2 separate regions of the Zea mays genome follow, and region 2 is linked to region 1. Evidence: chromatin contacts called from public Hi-C data. All regions are on one chromosome and are shown on one strand. Each heading gives the region's core, a stretch centred on a gene start, on an enhancer-like site or on the middle of the called end of the contact. The rest is flanking DNA. Distances are from core to core; before and after follow the strand shown. Region 1 holds the start of LOC100277681 (DUF3475 domain protein). Region 2 holds the start of LOC542205 (Outer envelope pore protein 24A chloroplastic).

The links. Hi-C and Micro-C count contacts between places; a contact is called where the count stands out from the background.
Region 2: a Hi-C map of tassel shows a contact between it and region 1, with 2.1 times the contacts expected there. The contact joins the promoter of LOC542205 here to the promoter of LOC100277681 in region 1. A contact is called at or near these places in 3 of 25 Hi-C or Micro-C datasets (ear, leaf and tassel).

What each region holds. Positions count from the first base shown.
Region 1 is chr5:972,465-977,782 of Zm-B73-REFERENCE-NAM-5.0, reverse strand. It overlaps LOC100277681 (DUF3475 domain protein), which reads right to left and starts at 2,374. Exons shown (of 1, transcript NM_001151184.2): 1 at 677-2,374. The coding sequence starts at 2,231. The coding sequence ends at 807. It overlaps LOC100277870, which reads right to left. Exons shown (of 7, transcript NM_001151325.2): 4 at 4,774-4,849; 5 at 4,574-4,666; 6 at 4,362-4,475; 7 at 3,864-4,279. The coding sequence ends at 4,226.
Region 2 is chr5:1,121,140-1,125,971 of Zm-B73-REFERENCE-NAM-5.0, reverse strand. LOC542205 (Outer envelope pore protein 24A chloroplastic) reads left to right here and starts at 1,671. Exons shown (of 3, transcript NM_001351721.1): 1 at 1,671-1,978; 2 at 2,075-2,467; 3 at 4,425-4,690. The coding sequence starts at 1,781. The coding sequence ends at 4,505.

The sequences.
Region 1 (5,318 bases), core at 1,125-3,624:
CATTACGCTAAATAAATTATCAGCAAAGTGGCGAAAGGGCTTCTAGCTGAGTTGATTAGATAGCTTGAGTAGCCCTCCTCGTGTCCTGAGTTTGATTCTCTGTGAGAGTGAGTTTTCAGGCTGGAGTTAATAAATCCTCTTGTTTGTTGCATGCTAAAAGTATTGGTCTAAGGTCCGTCCCTGATCATGGTTATGGTACCCGTGTGTATGAGTGGGACAGGGGCTTGGAGTTTTTCTCGACCAGCATGAGAAGTTATTAATGCAATTTCTGGGGGCTTTCTTATGCCCGCAGTTTGAGTTTTTTTTCTTTCCATTATTTGTTATGAGCAAAGTGGCAGGCAGGTGACACTTTAGACAGATTGTGAGTGTTACATCTCAGGTCTTTGAAAGACTTGAACTAGTTCTTAGAATCCTTGAAATGCTGGAATATTTGTGTTTGAGTAGCTAGTTATCATCCAGCTAAGGTACAGATTGTTCCATTCCAATAGAAAAGAGGAGCATGAGAGGAGCCAAAGCCATGGCCCCCTCCCTTACTGTCGCTGAAGTATTTTAACCTGTATTTTGATCGACGCTGCCACTGGTGTTTGATATTTATTTATAGTGTATAACAACAGTCTGCTCTGCCGCCATGTGATGATGGAATCGTTGAGATGATGATTGAGTCAACTAACCATGTGTACCTGCCTTAGCTTATTATTTATTCGTCATCAACAGATCCATCCAGAATGAGCAACAAACAGATGCAGATGCAGATGTGCTTGCATCATTCGTATCACCACCACCATCCATAATCCATGGATGCATCGTCATCGGACGGGCGGGCGGGCGGGCGAGGCGAGCATAGCACGGCAGCTCATCTCCTTCTCGAACCGCCACACGTAGTTGAGCCCCACCAGGAGCTCCACCACCGCCGCGTCCACCTTGTCGCGCTCCGCGAACTGCAGTGTCTGCAGCAGCAGCACGCTGCCGTTGCCGCTCCCGCCCCGCTGCTCCAGGCTGCGCTCCGCCTGCCACCGCACCGTCGCGTGCGCCATCGGCGCCAGCCACTCCAGGATCCCAGCCAGCGCCGCGCACCACTGCCCTGCGAGCCCCGGGTCCGCCGCGGGCACCGCGCCGCGCAGCCGCGCCCGGAGCTGCGCGCGCACGCTCGCCGTCAGCATCCCGTACAGCTCGTCCCGCTCCTCGGGGCCCACCAGCAGCGGCGACCGCGCCATCCGCTCGATCGAGATCACCAGCCCGGCGTAGCGCGGCGACAGCGCCGCCGCGCCCAGCGTCCCCGCCGGGGGCGTCAGTGCCGCCGAGCTGTCCTCCAGGAACCCGCCGCCCCGCACCTGCCGTTTCGGAGCGAACGACGGCTGGTTGTCCACGTCGAACAGCAGCACCTCCTCCATTGACATGGACTTGCGCGACGGCGGGGACCGCGCGTCGCCTGACGGGTGCACCGCCGAGGAGAGTGTCAGGCTGCGGTACAGCGGCGGGTGGCGCTGCTCCCGGCCGGCGCCGAAGACGGCCTTGATGCGCGCGAGGGTGGTGAACGCCGCCCGTGCCAGCGACGCGACGACAGCGTCGAAGGTGGAGCCCCAGAGGGACGTCTGCTTCAGGTGCTTCACCTCCTGCCTCTTGGAGAAGACCACCTGCTGCTGCTCCGACGCCGCCGAGATCTTGCTCGCCGAAAGGCTGTTGGCGGCGCACTGGAGGACGACAAGCTTCCGGAGGCCGTGCTCGGCCTCGGCCAGCTCCTCCATGGCCCTCCGGAGCGCGGCGGTGGTGGCCACCTGCTTCCCCATCCTGCTCGCCCTCGCGTCCATCTCCTTCCAGCTGGGCGCCGTCCAGCGGTGCCGGTCGCGGCCGGTGTCGGCCAGCTCCAGGAAGGCGTCCCTGAAGTCGCGGAGGCTGGGGTCCGCGCACCGCGCGGCGAGCGCGGTCACGGAGTCGGATGCGGCCCTGAGCGTGTCCACGAGCTCGGCGCGGGCGAGGCCGACAAGGAAGTCGTCGTCGTCGGAGACCATCTTGCGGACGCCGTGGAGGTTCATGGTCTCGTGGCGGAGGCGTGCGACGGCAGCGTCACCCACGGCTCGCCACAGCTGGAGAAGCTTGGACATGAGGCTGGCGACCTCGAAGGCGAGGATGCCGACGGTGCTCTGCTTCCGGGGCCTCGATGGCGCCCCCGAACCTCCAGAGGCAGAGGACATGGCCGAGCGGACCTTGGTGAGCCATGACTCGAGGGCCATGGACAACGAGGGAGAGGGAAAGCAAAGGGCCAACAACGATTTTATACTACTGCGCAGCTGCGAATTAAAATTAAGCTCCGAGCTAGCTACCAAGACACCACATAAATAATCGGACATATAGAGATATGAAATGAGATTGAGAGACATAGCATATGTAACAGAACCGCTGCCATGCAGTGCACGTCAAAGTTACAGAACCGTCCACTTTAATCTTAAATCAACGTACTTGGTAGCCATTACTAGTCAGTTGCCCCTGCTGCGGTGACATTGGTACATGCGTACACTTTATTTTAATAAAACAAAAAATATGTATGTTCTATTTGTTAGGTGGGTGACATTACAGAACCGTCCACTTTAATCTTAAATCAACGTACTTGGTAGCCATTACTAGGCAGTTGCTCGTGCTGCGGTGACATTGGTACATGCGTACACTTTATTTTAATAAAAAAAATATATGTTCTATTTGTTAGGTGGGTGACACTTGTGCACAATTTTACTTTATTTGTAGCCTGCAATGTACATTGTGAGATGTATAAATACTCCTCCAACTCACCTATTTTAGCTCTCTTGACCATTTGTGCACCCGAAAGACCTATTTGGAGAGGAAGGGAGAGTCTTTGTCTAGTTAGGTGATTGAGATCTAATCATCACCATGTTAGTACATCATTAATCCACCGAGAAAAGCAAGTGTGCATCCACCGTTCTATTTAGCCTTGGATAGATCAAGTTAGAGTTTATGCTTATTACTCTTTGTGATCGGTATCACTAGACGATTTGGTGGTGATCATAGATTTGTGGGTGGCCCAACTCAAAATATAAACATATGTGGGTGATTTACCTTGTCGAACTGTTGAAGAATCAACATGTAGAGAGCACTTGATCGATTAATAGACGGTTTTGATGGGTCTAAGCTGCAACTTCCAACTACCTTAATAGAGTCGAGACTAGAGAGAGAAGGTTTTTTTTTTTCCTGGAAACGGAGAGGGAGGGAGAGAAGGATCATTTCGTAGCTAGCTAATGATGAGAGTGAGAGTAGACGCATTTTGGTGGGTGGTAAACAATGGAAGGTGGCGACTGACCTGCATCATATCTTTTCTTTGGATTTGACCTCAACCGGCCAGGGTCTTCAATCCATCGACATGCATGCGCACCTCCAAAAAGGGTCAAATTTGTTTCTGACTACACATGTATGGACCGGAGGATGGCCAACATGCCCAGCTCCACTCCACTACTCCCACCCACCAGCAATCCAATCTGAACAGAACCTGAATCCATGGGGGTCTTCAGTCACGACATCGACATCTCGCTCGATCAGGAGTGACAGTTCCTGTGTGTGTCTATATAATCTAGATACCTTTTTTTATTAATATATATGTGTGCACTATAATAGAATCCATGCATGAAACAAGTCAACCATGCATCCAACTAATGCCAGAGAGAGAGAGAGAGAGAGAGAGAGAGAGAGAGAGAGAGAGAGAGAGAGAGAGAGAGAGAGAGAGAGAGAGAGAGAGACCTAAATCATCTCTGGGTCGACTATCTATCAATCATATCGAACGAATATGCATATCTCATTATCGCAAGGACAGATCCGATGCATGTAGTAGGATGCACGGATGGCAAGAAGATGCATAATAAATATATCTTTTTTCTTGGTAGGAGACTAGGAGTATATGAATGATTTCTTGGTATTAGCTAGCCAGGGTGGTTGCTGTCCATGTAATATCCTTTTTTTTTTCCCTTAGTGCGCCCCCGGCACCACCCATGGAAGATCATCATGCATCCTGAATCCTCATGATGGCCACCACCACCCACCAGCAGCTAGCTTACGCTGCCTAGTACACAAACTAGGTAATCGCTGACCTGAATGAGAACGAGGGACCATCACAAAGAGACTTTTTTGCCTTTGCGTGGGCAGTACCCAATCCCAGTTCCCAGTTGTGCTGGCTCGTCTGAGTAGCATGCACCTGCACCTCTTCCACCCTTCTCACTTCAATTCAGAAGTTGCTTTCTGAAGCCCAGCCCTTCTTTTCCAAAGCCAATCTCAGCTCCTAAGACGCACACGAAACCAATCACGAGTGTCATCCACTAGTATACAGAGCTAAACCGGTACCAAGATACAAGCACGCATACCTTTACTCTCTTCTTGTTGGCATTGAAATCGATAAATCCTGATCGAGACGCCGACCGATACTGAACCATGGTCTTGTTGCCAGGAGGGAACCAGAACTCCACATCATCTACAAACTTCAGCATCGACAAATGATATCAAATGGCCACCACATTTACGCACATCTAGTAACGCCCACAAAAAGGAAAACAAGGTGCTACCCGCCGCCGCCTACCCCAAATATAGGACTCTCATATTCAACTCGGATATAATCATCTTTTTTCTCTACTATGCGAGGAGTGAAGTTGTCCGGCTTTGTCTTCGTGACCTGGTTCCAACCAAATACAAGATGATGCTGCAGAAAAATATATGACTCCAAGGCGGTAACACCGGTACAATGCTTCTATGTGTGCCATCATGCACATATTTACTTACGACTTCAATTAGTTCTTTCATGGCCTCCTCTTTGGTTATGGGTTTACCGCTCCGCCCATCCTTGGGATTGTAGTTCCTGGACAAAAATAATGTTAATCTACTCCGCAAACCGCGATACAACATAACTGCATGTTGGGTTCTGACAGGTGGGAACCAAAGTCTAGGGGATGGTCCGAACGCTGATCTCGATCATCAGTTGAGTGTTTTCTGGGGACATGAAAAACTGACTGTTGTGGAAATGACGGTTGATTGATGTTACTTTTCCCTTATTTTATATTTTTGGGGCTGTGACCTATAAAAAGGTGTTGCCCGCGTTAGGGTTTAGCTTTTCTGCTCTCGGTTTTCACTGCTCCTGCTTTCTCGTCTCCACGACATTTTCGCTCACCGCCGTTGCTTCTTCCTTTTTTGGAAGAGAAAACAACACAAAGGGCTCATGAAGTCATGATAGTTGTTTCCTCATTACAATTTACACTAGCAGGAACAAGGTGCGAGTTGTTGTGATTGGGGATCAGATAGACGGAGTGAGTTGTAGCATACTCCTGTTT
Region 2 (4,832 bases), core at 422-2,921, 150 kb before region 1:
CAAAGGTTTTACGGAAATCAGCTATATAAGAACTAAACTTAGCTGATTTGACTACAATATCATCAATGTAAACTTCCCAATGTTTTCCAACAGCTCGTGAAAGATCAAATTCATAGCCCTCTGATAAGTAGTGCCAACATTTTTTCAGACCAAATGTCATGACAATCCGCTCAAATAAATTAATGAAGCCTGGAAATATAAAGTCCGTTTTAGACGCATCTTCTTCTGTCATAAAAATCTGATTATATCCGGCATTACCATCAAAAAAGCTAATAATTCTATTTCCTGATGCATTATTAATCAATGTATCGGTTATGAGCATAAGATATTCATCTTTAGGAGTTACTCTAATTAAATTACAGAAATCAATGCATACTCTGAGCTTACGTGATTATTTCTTTTCCACCGACACAATATTGGAGACCAACTCCACGTATCTGCAAGGTCTAATGAAATTAGCTTCTACCAGCCGGTGAATTTCGTCCTTTGTTTGTGAGAGCACGTATGGACGAATGTTCTGTTTTTTGCTTGAAAGTTGTGAACCCGGACTAAATAGGCAGTCAATGTTCTACTATCTCTCGGCTTAATCATGACATCTCAGTGTAATTCAAAGCAAAGCATTCCAAATATTGTTTTAATAGACCGACCATTTCATCTATAAAGTCGGTCTTCAGAGTCTTGTTTACAAAAGTCAGCCTCAGAGTTTTACCATCTTTTATATCAATCTCCTCCAATATTATTGCATTATCTCTAATATCGGCATCAAACTTAGTATTAGGGTGTGCCATTTTTTTTTCATTTGCTCCTAGGTCGAGTCTCTTCTTGCACAGTGTCGCCGCCACCGTGGATTGTGCATCTTGTAGCAAAAAGGCCCAAACATTTTATCCAAGCCAGCTCCGACGAAGACTTGGAACCGGTGTGCTGGAGGTGATCGACCTGGACGACGACTTCGTGTGGGTGCATGACTACCACTTCATTCAAAAGTTTTTTAAGGGAAAAAAGATATATGTTGGGATACTTGGGGGATGTTTATTTAAGAATCAATTCATACAAGGTGAGTTAGTGCATAATAAGTTTATTCCTCAAATTTGGTGTGATGACTTCATTCCTCATAACAATACTAATAACTAACTATAAGGAATGAGATAATCAATACATTTCATTTAACAAACCAAACAAAAAAAGTGACGAGTGAAAATATGATAGACTAGTTCATTACTCAAAATAAAGACCCTGTTGTTTTTTGAAAAAGATGACCTCAAAAAACCAGGTATTAAGAGATATATTTTTAGGAGCTTATGGAGATCTCTAAGAATTAAGATAATGATGATCCAACGGTACTTCATCGAGTTAAGACAAAGACAATATAATCACCGGAGATCATGCATATGATCTTGATCAAAATTCAGTGGATAGTTACAAGGTAGGGATATCAATCAGTAATTTAAAGTAGTTCACTGAACATGAACAATGCTGGAGCTGGAAGAAGGTGAACCAACACAACCATCGCGATGACCATGAGATCAAAGGCAACCTTTCATGAGTGGGCCGGGCCACTTAGACCAACATGGGGTAGGGAGGGAGGAGCCCAGGCCCAGGAAGGACTCCGTCCGGGTACGGCGGCGGCGTTGGGCGCGATGCAAAAGGCGAAAGAAGCGAAGAAGATAAGGAGGGACCAAGACCAACCCAGTGCACCACACAAGGCATTGTCAGCGGCGGCGGCGGCGGCGGGCCGGCGGAGACTCCCAGGCCAGGAGCAGTCTGCCGATTGGAAGGGGAGATGAAGGCCACGCTCAAGGGCCGCTACGAGGGCGACAAGGCCACGGCCGCCACCACCCTCGCCGCCCCCGCCGGCGACCTCCGCCTCAAGGCCTCCGCCACCGAGGCCGCCTTCACCAACGGTCCTTCCCTGCGAGGCCTCACCCTCACCCTCGAGAAGCCCGGCGCCTTCCTCGTTGACCTCAAGCCCCACAACCAGGTAAACCGTCCTCGTGGCTCCTTCTCTCCTTAGCGTCTACACCTACCTTCTCTCCCCGCTCACCTACCCCTACCCGATTGGGGGCGGCTGCCGCAGGATGTGCGCTTTCAGTTCATGAACTCCGCGCTCGTGCTCGACAAGCGCGTCAGCCTCACCTACACTCACTCCACTAGCCTCGCCGCGGCCCCCGCCGCCGCGCCGCCCTCCCGCACCGCGCTCGACTGCACCGTCACTTTCGACCCCGCCAACAAGGTCAGCCTCTCCCACTCGCTAGGCTCCGGCGGCTGCCGCCTCAAGTACACCTACGCGCACGGGGTCGACCGCCTCACCACCATCGAGCCCCTCTTCGACACCAACAAGAACGCATGGGAGTTCGCCATCACCAGGAAGTTCGCCGGAGGGGACGCCGTCAAGGGCACCTACCAGGCCTCCACCAAGCTGCTCGGCCTCGAGTGGAGCAGGGACTCTCTCGCCGGCGGCTCCTTCAAGGTCTGTGCCTCTTCTTCCGCTCTCTTACTATTACTACTTACTTGTTACTGCTTGTACTTCTTTGAGTTTCATTGATGTATGCCTCCACCTATTAGGATCCTGAATTGCATGCGACTCAGAAATGAGGATCTTTTTTCCGGTTTTCTAGGCTAGGACGACAACCAAATGTATGCTTCCATTTTCCTATTGTACTAGTGAGTGTTGCACTGTTGCTTCCCACATGACAGACATGAATCCGTGCAAGTGCAAGCCTGGAGAATGGGTATACATTGAAATTGTGTATGCACGAACGCTCACATGTGCACAATTGTTTGTGTGGTTGGGCGCTGGCCTAGGTGGTTCGAACTTGCAAAGGATTCGTTATTGCGAATAAGAGACATGCCTTACACACCTGGGTACATGTTCAGACTTGAGAGCACTTGCTACTTCAATCACAAAAAAAAGATTGTTCTTTCTTTGTGTTGGCTTTCAGTTTTACTTTCATTAGCAATCCCTGGTAACTACTTGTTGTCAATAGAACATTTTTGAAGGGAAGCAATCCCATTTTTGCTTGTTGAGTGCAAAAGAAGGTTCTTTATTGACTCTTGAGTATATGTTGTTCTGTGTTATGGCTGATGGGAGGAGAATGGAGACATTTTTCACGTCCACTGCGGCTATAGATATGTTTTGATGATGAGGTTTGCTCTAGGAAATTTAGGATTTAGTTCAAATTTGAACTTTGCGCTGAGTATTTAAATAGAAACCCCCCATCCAATCATGCCATATCTTCCTTACAAATCCCTAGCTAGTCCAAGCAGCATTATTGAACTTGCATTCTGTTTGAAACTTTGAATTCTGGTTTCTTCAGTTGTTTTAAGACTCAAAACATCCATTTTTTATGCAAGCAGTCAGAATCGAAACTAAGAAAGTAATTATAAAGCATTGTGGGTACATGACACAAAGTTCGTTTTATTTTGGAGGGGGTGGGGGAGACAATCCCATCTGAGCTGTATTGAGGGTCCAAAAAGGTTCCATAATTGGATATAATGGCTGTGGACCTGTGGTCACCAAAATCACCTGAACCTGAAATTACTTGAAGAGCCTGTTGTGTGGGGAAGTGAGTAATTAAGTCAGTACAATTTGAGAATATAGTTTTTTCCTCCAAACATTTTTAATTGTCCTGCATGCAGATACTATACTGCGAAAATTGGATGATATAGCCAGTGAATTATGTTCAGTTGAGCTCGGGGATATCAGAATAAACCAGTAGAAAATGTCCCATATCTATGTCTCATACATAGAAACCGTCAAGTTTGAGAAAGTCTTGCTCAGTTGAGGCATAGCTTCTTGGAAGTTGAAGCTATTCTACAGCTGTCTGGTTGATGGTTGCTTGAATAGAGGAGAGCTGGTGTGGGAATATGAGGGCATGTATAGTGGTGTTTAATGTGGGGGCTCTTAAGGTGTTTTAGGGGGTTATTTGCAAAAAAATCTTAGAGCCGTCTCTCCGTGAAGAGACGCCTCTAGCTCGTAAACCAAGTAACAACAGACGCCTCACTTCCCACTGTACGAATTTGTCGTCTGTTCTATCGATCTGATGCTACACAAATACATTTAATTCTGTATTTATTAATAGACTACGTTTAGAGACACTCCATTGTACAATAGAGTCTCTTAGTTATCTCCTGTGCTTGGAGAACCGTTTTGGTGTCTCTCCACTATACATGCCCTGAGAGGACTCAGGATACTGTGATGCATATGTGTACTTTGGTAGTTCAGTAAATGAATTTTGATCTTTGAGCACATGGATTTGGATCCTGTCGATGTGATAAGGAAATACTACACCTCCAGTTCGATTTGTAAGGCATCTTTGCATTTTGGAGGAAGACCTTTATATGACATATGTATGCCGAGGAGAAAGATGAGTTTTGTTACATTTGGATGGAATGTGATAGTCTGACTGATGCTTCCTTTTGTGCAGGTTGCGACGACATTCGATTTGTCGGACCAAAGCAAAGCACCAAAGCTAATAGCAGAGAGCACGTGGAACTACGAAATATGAAAAATGGAAGTGTCCTTCTCATATCATACATACTGCTTGATTGCTGTATCCTCCTGAACTATGGAGCTATTGTTTTTTCGGAACCCTTGGTGGTGGTTTACATCTGATTCTTTTGATCATTTTTTCGGCTGTCGTGTCATGGGAGTTTTCACTGAGCTGCGGTCGTGCCATTGGAGTTTTCTGTTGAGAATGAATGAACGACGAGTATGGTCTATGTTCCTGGGGTTTGTTTGCGTGGAAGCCCGTCTGGGTTCTGGCTTCTGCTCATGTGGTGGCGTCAACTCATGAAAAATGGAAGTGTCCCTAAATTGTCAAACAATGTGACTA